Linked DNA regions of Mus musculus: region 1 is linked to region 2. A link is a contact called in public HiChIP or PLAC-seq data. All regions are on one chromosome and are shown on one strand. Each heading gives the region's core, a stretch centred on a gene start, on an enhancer-like site or on the middle of the called end of the contact. The rest is flanking DNA. Distances are from core to core; before and after follow the strand shown.

The links. HiChIP or PLAC-seq counts read pairs in DNA pulled down with a chosen protein or histone mark.
Region 1: a contact with region 2 is called in an H3K4me3 HiChIP or PLAC-seq map of the SCID.adh cell line, with 14 read pairs. The contact joins the promoter of Prdm1 here to the enhancer-like site in region 2. A contact is called at or near these places in 4 of 39 promoter capture datasets (embryonic stem cells, hippocampal neurons, macrophages and 1 more), 13 of 484 Hi-C or Micro-C datasets (CD8 T cells, LSK cells, Th2 cells and 7 more), 11 of 115 datasets of contacts at active chromatin or transcription factors (the 230-238 cell line, CD8 T cells, the SCID.adh cell line and 4 more) and 1 of 9 other capture datasets (adipose tissue).

The regions. Positions count from the first base shown.
Region 1 is chr10:44,455,122-44,460,530 of GRCm38.p6, reverse strand. It overlaps Prdm1 (PR domain containing 1, with ZNF domain), which reads left to right and starts at 1,783. Exons shown (of 7, transcript NM_007548.4): 1 at 1,783-2,064; 2 at 3,661-3,906. The coding sequence starts at 2,023.
Region 2 is chr10:44,359,956-44,365,701 of GRCm38.p6, reverse strand. It overlaps Atg5 (autophagy related 5), which reads right to left. Exons shown (of 8, transcript NM_053069.6): 8 at 1,403-2,786. The coding sequence ends at 2,650. Among named protein-coding and RNA genes, the nearest start is that of Mir1929, 3.2 kb to the right of the region's middle. Within about 2 kb of position 2,506, at least 7 of the 459 cell types and tissues checked have an H3K27ac peak or open chromatin away from gene starts, as enhancers often do. A contact at or near this core is called in the SCID.adh cell line, where this site is marked.

The DNA of each region.
Region 1 (5,409 bases), core at 534-3,033, 96 kb before region 2:
CTGACTCAGCATCGGTTAATAAACCCTCTGCAGGAGGCTGGATTTCTTTTGTTTAATTATCACTTGGACCTTTCTGAGAACTCTTAAGAATTGTTCATTCGGGTTTTTTTGTTTTGTTTTGGTTTGGTTTTTTTGGGTTTTTTTTTTTTTTTTTTTTTTGGTTTTTGGAGACAGGGTTTCTCTGTATATAGCCCTGGCACAAGAGCAAGCTAACAGCCTGTTTCTTCTTGGTGCTAGCGCCCCCTCTGGCAGAAAATGAAATAACAGGTGGACCTACAACCCCCCCCCCCCCCCCCAGTGTATTCTACTCTTGTCCCCGGTATAAATTTGATTGTTCCGAACTACATAAATTGTAGAAGGATTTTTTAGATGCACATATCATTTTCTGTGATACCTTCCACACACCCCTCCCCCCCAAAAAAATTTTTCTGGGAAAGTTTCTTGAAAGGAAAACAGAAGAACAAGCCTGTCTTTATGATTGAGTTGGGCTTTTGTTTTGCTGTGTTTCATTTCTTCCTGTAAACAAATACTCAAATGTCCACTTCATTGTATGACTAAGTTGGTATCATTAGGTTGGGTCTGGGTGTGTGAATGTGGGTGTGGATCTGGATGTGGGTGGGTGTGTATGCCCCGTGTGTTTAGAATACTAGAAAAGATACCACATCGTAAACTTTTGGGAGAGATGATTTTTAAAAATGGGGGTGGGGGTGAGGGGAACCTGCGATGAGGCAAGCAAGATAAGGGGAAGACTTGAGTTTCTGTGATCTAAAAAGTCGCTGTGATGGGATGCTGGCTATAAATGGGCCCTTAGCAGCATTGTTTCTGTGAATTGGAGGATCCCTGCTGAAGGCAAAAGACCATTGAAGGAAGTACCGCATCTGGTTTGTTTTGTAATGAGAAGCAGGAATGCAAGGTCCACGCTCTTAATAATAAACAAACAGGACATTGTATGCCATCATCACAGGATGTCCTTCCTTCTCCAGAAGACAGACTGGGGCTGAAGGAAAAGCCGGCCAGGCTCAGAACGAGCCCCACTAATTACTGCCTCCAACAGCTTTCCACTCACTGCCCCCAGCCCAACATCCCCTTTTTAACTGGGAAGCATTCCTACTCTCCATTGTACGCACACGCTCGGAAGCCTGGCTGTGGGTTTGGGCATGAGAGGCAGGGACAACAAAACCAGTATATATGATTATAACTTTTTCCTGTTTCCCTATTTCCAAATGGTCGAAAGGAGGAAGTTAGGTCTACCTAAGCTGAATGTATTCAGTTAGCAGGAGAAATGAAATCCTATACGTTTAATACTAGAGGAGAACCGCCTTAGAATATTTATTTCATTGGCAATGACTCCAGGACTACACAGCGAAATTGTATTGCATGTGCTGCCAAAATACTTTAGCTCTTTCCTTCGAAGTACGTCGGATCCTGTAATTGAGACACCGAGTTTAGGTGACTAGGGTTTTCTTTTGAGGAGGAGTCCCCCACCCCGCCCCGCTCTGCCGCGACAGGAAGCTAGCGATCCGGAGGACTTAGAATACAATCGTAGTGTGGGTAAACATGGAGGGCAAGCGCCTGCAAAGGGAAGTAAGAAGATTCCCAGTCCTTGTTGAAATCCATTTGCAAACAGAGGAAGCTGCCGCGGGTCGCAGTCGGTGGGGGGAAGCCCTGAACCCCACGCTGCACGGCTGGGCTGGCCAGGTGCGGCCACGCCCCCATCGCGGCGGCTGGTAGGAGTGAATCAGACCGTCAGTATTGGTAAAGAAGTCTGCGGCAGGGCAGGGAGGGGGAAGAGTAGTCAGTCGCTCGCTCACTCGCTCGCTCGCACAGACACTGCTGCAGTGACACTCGGCCCTCCAGTGTCGCGGAGACGCAAGAGCAGCGCGCAGCACCTGTCCGCCCGGAGCGAGCCCGGCCCGCGGCCGTAGAAAAGGAGGGACCGCCGAGGTGCGCGTCAGTACTGCTCAGCCCGGCAGGGACGCGGGAGGATGTGGACTGGGTGGACATGAGAGAGGCTTATCTCAGATGTTGGATCTTCTCTTGGAAAAACGTGTGGGTACGACCTTGGTAAGGAACCAGATTCTGTCTTTAATACGATTTGAAACCTTTTATCCCTTTTTCTTTCTTCCTTTTTTTTTTAACTTTTCTTTTCTCCCCCCTCCCCCTTTTAAAAAAAAAAAAAGAATGAAGCCTCAGTAGAAACCAGCGCTTCTGTTTTAGTACGCGGAGCACTGTCAAACATTTAGAAGACTTTTTTCCTCCGTATGAATCATTAACCCTTTCAGTTCTAGACATAATTGTCAATTCACTGAAATTTCAGTAGTGGTTCTTGTCCGCTTCGCCACTCGCTGCCTTTACATTACTGTAACTATCCCGGGTTGACTTAGGTTTTCACTTGTATTTAACATCGTTTGTTCCACATGACCTTACATGTTGGAACTAAATAAGAATGAGATAGTTTAAGTTGTACCCGGGACAAGGACAAGTAAGCATCTTTCCCCTTCTCGGAGCGTCCTATCTAGGGACGAATTGTAAAGACCAGCTCCGGAGAGGGACTCCCGCTGTACTGTGTTTACATTTTCACAAGCGCGCGTTCTAACATGGTTATCCTTATTCCTAATTTTTATCTGCGGCGTCTATGTGGGAATACGTTGCAGAGGCTGTTTTATCTTTCTTGCTTTTCCTCTTTGGAAAGGACTTTTTCCGAGGGCAGATAAGAGGAGGATCCCCAAGTCTTCTGTATAACTTTAGTTACAGTAAACTGTGCCACTTCAGTGACTTCTGGGAATTCATGCACTTTCACATTTAAATAGAAAGTGCTATTTGTGGCTGAGGGCTCCTAAAGGAATTCTCTTCAGGGAATTCTATTGACTTTTTTTTTAATATGTTTTGTTTTTAATTTTTCTATCTGGCTCGAGATGCCCACGGATTAAAAAAACAAACAAAACTGCTGGGTGTTTCCCTCTTCCCCAATTTTTCTTTTCCTGTGGTCCATGGGAGCTCGGGAAGGCTGGTACTCAAGGATGCTGGCAGGATGCAACCCCTCTCAGGCTTGCCTGCTGGAGGATGAAAGAGACTGAACGCGCGCGCGCGCGCGGCAGAGGGAGGGGACCTAGTTGTTTTGAAAGTTGCTTCGCTAGGGAGCTGGTGGGAAAGTTCAGTTTTCCCCATTTGGAAAAGGCAGACTGGGTTCCGCTCCTGCACCACACGTGTTTTCCATTTTTAGCTTCATTCAGACGCAGGCAGCGCCCCTGCCTCTTCCTCCCCTTGTTTGTGACACTTCTCTGAGACAGCTTTTCCACAGCTCTGAGGGTCTGGCGGCCATGACCCCGGGCGTCCCGGGACACAGGACGCAGCAGCGCCCACAACACATTTCTGCCTTGAGTGATAAAGCCAAGGATTGTTCAAAGGTAGCTGTTCTTTCTCTCCCGATGAGGTTAACATATACATATACGCTTTTTTTTTTTTTTTCAGCCAAAGGCTGCATTTTAAAACCGTGCTTCTTCAAGGCAGTCTACTTTACACGGCTTTGGACTCTTACTCAACTGTACAAGTACTCCAAGCTTTTAAAGTCTTCAGAGCACCGTGTTAGTCATAGCCTCTAAGAGGGAGGCACAGGAGCGCCGGACAATGGGGATTAAAAGCCTTTCCCTTCTCTTCCAGGCTGCCCCCAAGTCTAGCTCCGGCTCCGTGAAGTTTCAAGGACTGGCAGAGACTGGGATCATGAAAATGGACATGGAGGACGCTGATATGACTTTGTGGACAGAGGCCGAGTTTGAAGAGAAGTGTACATACATAGTGAACGACCACCCCTGGGATTCCGGCGCTGACGGGGGTACTTCTGTTCAAGCCGAGGCATCCTTACCAAGGAACCTGCTTTTCAAGTATGCTGCCAACAACAGCAAAGAGGTAAGCCGGCTGCCTTCTTGAAGTCTGACTGGCAATTGGGCCAGCTCTCCTACTACTATCTCTGAGAACCGTGAGAATTTATATGCATTGGCAAATAATTGATCGCTCCAGTGGCTGTTTTCCTTGCTTTCTCTTCAAACCAATTCCTATTCATTTCTTCCTCCCTTCAGCTGTCCTATACTAATTAGTAAACAGTTAAATTTTTTGGCAAGTTGACATGTCTTGGGAAAGCTAACTGGCAGCACTGGTGGGCAGCATGGTAAAGGGCTCAGTGCTTCACCCCCTGGCCCTCTTGGATGACAGTTTTAAAGGAAAGAAACTTCCTTAGAAAAAGAAGTTTTTCCTCTGCTCATGAGATGGCTTTATTCTTTTAACGAGCCAGCTTTATTAGCTGGGTTTCTAAAATTATTCTCAAAACCTTGACGTGTTTATGAACTGAAGAGATGGCATTAACCAGGAAGAGGGTCACGTAAAAGTGTCCTCTGTCAGGATGACTTCACTAACCACCCTTTACCTGTGGCAGCTCCCTGGCCTGGGCCAGGCCGGCAGGTCCATGTTTTATGGCTTCTGAAGTGGGTACACTCTTTGTATCAAAGACACAGAACACCTGAGGAGCACCTGATTTGTGTTTATATAACAATTAGAGTCGGCTGTGAAGTGATTTGCAAAATAACTCCTTGCTCTGAGAATCTGGCTGCTGCAGTTGCTCTCCTGATGGCTTAAGTTGCTGAGGCTAGCCCTCAGGAGACTTCCCACCATCACCATTGCCCACAGTGCTGTGGTTTCTGATCCTTGCTGTCTTTGGGGAGCAGTGAAAGGAGGGATTCTGTGTTGTAAGGATTCCAGATTTGCTCCTAGGACTATGCATTATGAAAGTGCCAGGTCACTTTCCTCCTTCCCTAAGCGACAACATGGGAAAGAAACTCCAGAGTTGGGGAAACACTGTCTCTTTCCTGTTTGTGTGTCTCAGTTCAGGGTTTGGGGGGGGAAGGAGGGAGGTGGCAAAGACCGAGAGCTAAACTTAAAGAGAGGAATTCTACCTTGTGTTTCACTAAAGCTCCACTCTTTGTTCTATTTCTGATGGGAGACTTATTTGTTTTATGAAAAGCAAATTTTAAATTGTAGTTTGTGTATAAATACCACCAAAAAAAATTGTAACCCCAGAGGTCACCCTTAATTATACCTCTTTCTGAAAACAATGTTCTTCTCAACAGAAAGCCTCTGAGTATGTAACCCGTGGAGTCAATGTGGCGTTTGTTTGGGTATTTGAGGTCTGGCTGTGGCTTTAAAAGGTGTAGTGTGTTCTCCCCCCATCAGATTTGCCTAAATATTGGTCCCTTCAAAAAGGGCCATTCATGTCCTGTTGTCTCTGTAGCCTGTTGGGATAGAAATAAAGACTCCTGGTTTTTTGTCATCGGCTCTGTTCTCCTTCAGAGTCCTTCTCAGCTCAGCCCTATAAAGTTTTTCAATTTTTGTTGTTCTACTGAAAACTATGGCTGAACG
Region 2 (5,746 bases), core at 1,257-3,756:
ACAAGTATACCATAGAAAAATAACCATTAAGAGTTATTGGTGGGCCAGCAAGATGTAGCTAAGTGGTTAAGGGTGCTTGCCGCCAAGAGTGACACCCTGAGTTCTATCTCTGGGACCAGGAGTGGAAGGAGAGAGCCAGCCCCCACTCCTGCTGTGGCTCCCCCACCCCCACCCCAAAGCTAATTGCTCAATGTTAAACCTGAAGTCTTAGGATAACCCACTTAGTTTCGCTGATTGGGAAAATCACAACATGGCTGGGGACACTTGTCCCTCATCCTCAGGGACATACCCTGTGCATCCTTATCACCAGGCTTCAGTTCCAACAAGCTCTCTATGGTCGGAGCAAGGTCATGCAAGTTTCGAGGAGCACAATGATAGGTAAGTAGTAGCTTAGGCTCTGAATTCCTCCCCTGTCACCAAAGCCAAGAACTTACTTTTTTTCATTCTCAGAGTGAGCCACCTACTAAGACCCGTAGCCCATTCGTTCTCCATTATCCCTCATCCCACATCTCTGTAGAAACTTGTAGTCTGAAGATGAGGGAATCCCAATCTTGCTCTATAAATATTTCACTCCCAACTCCTAGGAATGAAGGCAAACATATTTACCTAGCTTTTTAGTAGGCCATAAGACTTAAGTGCTCAAATAAAAACTAGGTATTGTAGCCAGCACTAATTCCTGGCTTTATTCTGTCTCTGGTCACTGGGCCCGGTCCTTAGCTCACCAGGCTGCAGATGCTCCTGGCAGCAGGAACACCGGGGGGCTGGCCGGCAGTGGCTTGGTGGGATTTACTCGGTTAATCTACAAGTGGAGGTCCCTTACCCCAGTGTCACCCAAAAGTCACCATGGCTACCCTTCTGAGCACACCTCACAAGCCCTCCCTGGCATCCGATCCTTCAGTAACCTCTCCTCAGTTTGTCAAAACTCCAAAGGGGAAAATCCCCTCATTCATACCCAGACCAATGTGCAGAAGCACAAGTCAGCGAGTTCTCCTTATGTAACTGAGGGTGCTCTTTTCCCCGCCTTTACTGAAAGGGCGCTTTGTTTTGTCAGGCAATGCTTTCCTGCTCGCTTCTATTTTTTCTGTGATTGACCCTCACTGTTATTTCTTTTATTATTATGCTTACAACTTCCATTCTAGGATATTTGCTATTTGGCCAACTTTATCTCATTTTTGTGAAAAAATGTGCTGTAAATCAGTGAAGATCAAAAGCTAAGGAGGGCAGGGGGAGAGGGCAGGGGGCCAGGGGAGAGGGTAGGGGAGAGGGCAGGAGGCCAGGGGGCCAGGGGAGAGAGCAGGGGGCCAGGGGAGAGGATAGGGGAGAGGGCAGGGGGCCAGGGGAGAGGACAGGGGAAGGAGAAAGGAGGAAGGAGCGCTATCAGGACCTCACTTGAGCCACCACATAATTTTTATAAGAAAACATTCATCTTTATTATTGAATCTAGAACCATTATTTTATGATATCATCTTTTAGCATACTCAGATGGGTTGACATTCAATGTGGACAGCAAGCTAGCTCACAAATCAACAGCAGGAGTCTCCAAGCAGCCATCGAGAGAGTGCAGCAAACTTTCCTTACTGTGGTAGGAGTTCCAGTAACCTCTGGATGTTTTTGGTAATGATAAGGAAAAGCTACTGCAGTCTAGAGACAGGTCACCTGCAGGCTTTAAAGACTGGCTGCCAGGGGCCACAATGACATAATCCAGGAGCCAAAAAACAAAAACGTAAAACAAAAAACCAAAACCAAACCAAACAAAAACACTGGAAAGGAACGGGAGATTCAAAATATTCAAAAATTATCATAGACAGATACTTGGCATACTATGATTTGACAGGTTTACAGTGACCAACGTAACAGCAAAGACAGATAGGATTATTTATACCTTTAGTATATAGAAGACAGATTTTTCAAGTCACAGTAATAAATCCTGTGACAGCTCCTGAGACAAGTCGCCTTATGCCCCGCACCCTTGCTATGCCAGTGAGAAATGGGAACACAGAAGAAAAAGTGGCTTACTCTATGAGATTCAGGAGGTCTTTGAAAAGTGACAAACTGTATGTTATTAAATGACAAAACATAGTTAGAGGCTTTATTTAAAAATCTCTCACTGTTCATTATCAAAGTTACAAGATTGTTTGCATACCAATAGACTGACTGTAAACAGGAAAGTCTCATTAAGGAAAGATGGGTTTACTGTAATTTGATCTTTTACAAAAAAATTACTGCAAGTTATTAATAACAGAATTTCTCTTTTACTTTCTTAAGTCTAATTCTATTGAAAATTCAACCAATGTTTCCATTCTCCTGCCTAAGGTTCCACCATGGTCACCTTAGGAAATACCCCACTTATTTGTTAATCAGAAATACAAACTGTGGCACATTTCCATTTTTTTTTTTTTCATTGAGCAAAGGCTTCGGCTGCATTGCATTTCACGAGAAGAGGAGGCTGCAGTGGTCCTGTGTGTCTCAGCGAAGCAGTGGTGCACACTCAGCCCTGCCCGGGCGCCCTATCTCTCATGGAATCTTCTCCTCCTTGGCTTGCAGCAGCCCGGGTTTCTGTTGCCTCCACTGAACTTGACTGAAGCAAGGGTGTCACGCCTCGTTGTCCTGACTCAAGGTGGTTCCATCTAGCGAGGAGGACACACTCTTTCAATCTGTTGGCTGGGGGACAATGCTAATATGAAGAAAGTTATCTGGGTAGCTCAGATGCTCGCTCAGCCACTGCAGAGGGGTTTCCAGCATTGGCTCTATCCCGTGAATCATCACCTGGCTCCTCTTCTCTCCATCTGTTCCAAGAAAGAGATCCAACAGTAAAAACCACAGGGAAAGAGGAAGACTTGCCTTTTCAGGGTCCTCAGTGAATTAAATGGATTTCAAACTTGTTCTATCCCCTCAACAGGAAATGAAGACAAGGAGAAAGTTTAAATGTTGCAAAATGTCTCATCCTAAACAGAAACCTGAGGGCTACAGTGAATTCTGATAAAAATTCTGTTGCTCTGCGAAAGTGTTTGTTCTTTCTTAATTACTGTGCTTGCCTGAGATTGACGTTAGTGAAACCATGCTGGAGAAAACAGCAGGGTGAACCCACTGACCAAAATACTCTAGGTACACAGTTCAAACCACCACAGACGACTGTTAAAATGGCAACTCTGTGGAAGGCCACACAACACACCCTTAAAAATATAGGGCAGAAGTGATCCAGAATCGGACCAGAATTCGAGAAGATGTTTAACAGCTGGGTGCTTTGCTGATTCTCTGAAATGTGCTCAAGTATTTCCCATAGTGTTGAAAGTAATAAAAAAATGTACAATTAAAGCTGGGATCACAGAGAGCCAATAATCTGACTTAAAGATTCTTCATTAAGAGTCCCAAAACCTCATCAGGTTTTACTAATATTTGCTTGCTAATTAAAATAGAACTATAGGGCTGGTTGCAGGGCTCAACTGAGAAGCGCACTCACTGGCAGGCCAGATGGCTTCCAGTCTGATCCCTGACACCCAGGGTAGAAGCAGAGAACCTAGTCCCCCAAGGTGTCTTCTGACCTCCATACTCATACCAAGAAATGTGGGCAATCACCTCTACACTAAAATGAATTCAAACATAATACAAATTTAAAGGATGCTGCAATTAATACCTTTAAATTCAAATTGTATTACCATTAAAAAAGCAAAACAAACAAACAAACAAACAAACCCCCAATGTAAAGAACAGCTCGACAACATACCCCTCCCCCAACCAAACAAAAATAACCAAAACGGAAAAAAAGGAACAATTTGTCACCCTGCGGTACAACTCCCTGACAGTGTCTTCAAAACATAAGGGCAACCCTCAGCATCCTGGGGACCAAGGAGAACAGGGCAAGCTCTGGTGGGCAGGACCACTACAGCTGCTGCTGGTATTTCTGTTCTACTCAAAGTGCCCTTCACTGCTCTAAGGGCTGGGACGGCCTGGCTCCACACGAAAGCAGAACCTTTAAAGAAATATCCAGCCTTCCTTCAGAGGCTGAAGGGTGGGTAGGCAGGGAGAGAGCAACAGCAGACATGGAAGCACTACAGTCAAAAGAGAAGTCGAAAATTAAAAACCTGATAAGCATGTTACCAGCTACCAACTTCAAACACGACTAAACAAAGCTTGCCCTTATCCCTGTCACAGTTCAGCTTAACTTTGGGGAAAGACCACTGCCTAAGGACCCATAATTTAAAAATTGCCTCTCTTGCTTTCCTTTCCCTAAGCTATCTTAAAACAAACAAACAAACAAACAAACAAACCAAACAAAACCCCCTATTTGTATTATTTAGTTAATGCACGTGTATCTGAGTCTAAATGGGTGTGTGCAGGAGTAGAGTGTCCAGTGGTCAGATGAGGGTGTTGGATCTCTGGACCTGGAGTTACAGGCTATTGTGAGCTCCCCAACATGGGTGCTGGGATGCGACTTGGGACTAGCACACGCTTAAAGGCTGAGCCACCTCTCCGGCCCTCTAGCCAGCTTTGTTGCATCTATGCAGACATTATTTTATGCAGCTATAATCACAGCATTAATACAAAGAATGGCTCCAGAATGCTGGTCAGAAGCATCTACAGACAGAAGGCAAAGCTGCACACAGAGCACAGAAGACTGAAGAACCAGTGTTTAGATGGACGAAGTTCTCCAGAATGGTTTCTTAGAATATCTGAAAACGTTTCTAGTATGGTTCTCTTAATATTCTTATTATATATTTCTTTGAGCTATTTTAATATTCTCAGAATTTCCTCCTACTTAGAACTGAGTCAAAAACCGAAAGCGTGGTGAGAGTAAAAGTTCCCTCTGTGCGCAGTTTCTCAAGCCAGCCAGCCCTGTGCGAGTAAAGCCTAACCAGGCACTCCTCAGTCTCAGCACAGGTCCTGACGCAGCACTACACACCAGCTCGCATTCACTGCGTGTGTCCCAGCCCCTGCTGCACATGTGCCTGACAAGGCAGGCCACCAATCCCGTTAGAGCAGATGGAGTCTGTCCCTGGTGCAAGCCAGAGAACATGAGAGGCACTCTAACTGCATCAAACGTGCCTTGTTGTGCCATCGTGTGCTGGGAAGGCAAGTTCTGCGTCTCCAGCCTGCAGGCTGGGGTCACTCTGAACTCTTGCATGAATGTGTTCTAATCTTGGACACCTAAGTTGGGCCTACCTGTGCCTACCTCTCTTCAGAACAACTGAAGGTGTGAGCTAAGGCCTGGCATGGTAGCCTTGTTTGAACTCTGAGCACATGGGAGGCACAGTCCTTAGAACAGCTCTTATACTACCTGAAAACATTCCAATGTATGGTTCTCTTAATACTCTTACTCTGTAGACTAAATAAGATCCCATCTCAAAACAAAGGAGAAGAAAGCAAAGACAAGACGGATAAGACAACGATGTGAAACAGTTGTCACAGCACGTATCAATCCAACACTTCATCGGTATTTCTCCTTTGCTTTGTTTTCCGACTTCTTTCTAAAAGTAACTAAACAGAGGATTCTTGGGATGGGGCCAGTATACAGACATATGTACAACAAGAATAAATGCACACAATGATATAAATCAGGCATAAAGGAGAAAGGCCAATCATGCAGACAGGTGCTACTGACAGATACATTAATTGAATCCCCACCCTGGGAATGGATGCCCAGCTTCATTTCTCTGAGATTTCATTTTATAGGAAGTGAAGGTTGCATATAGGGTCCTAGTTCACACTCTGATCCACCACCACAGCACGAGGAAGGTTAATGGAAGAA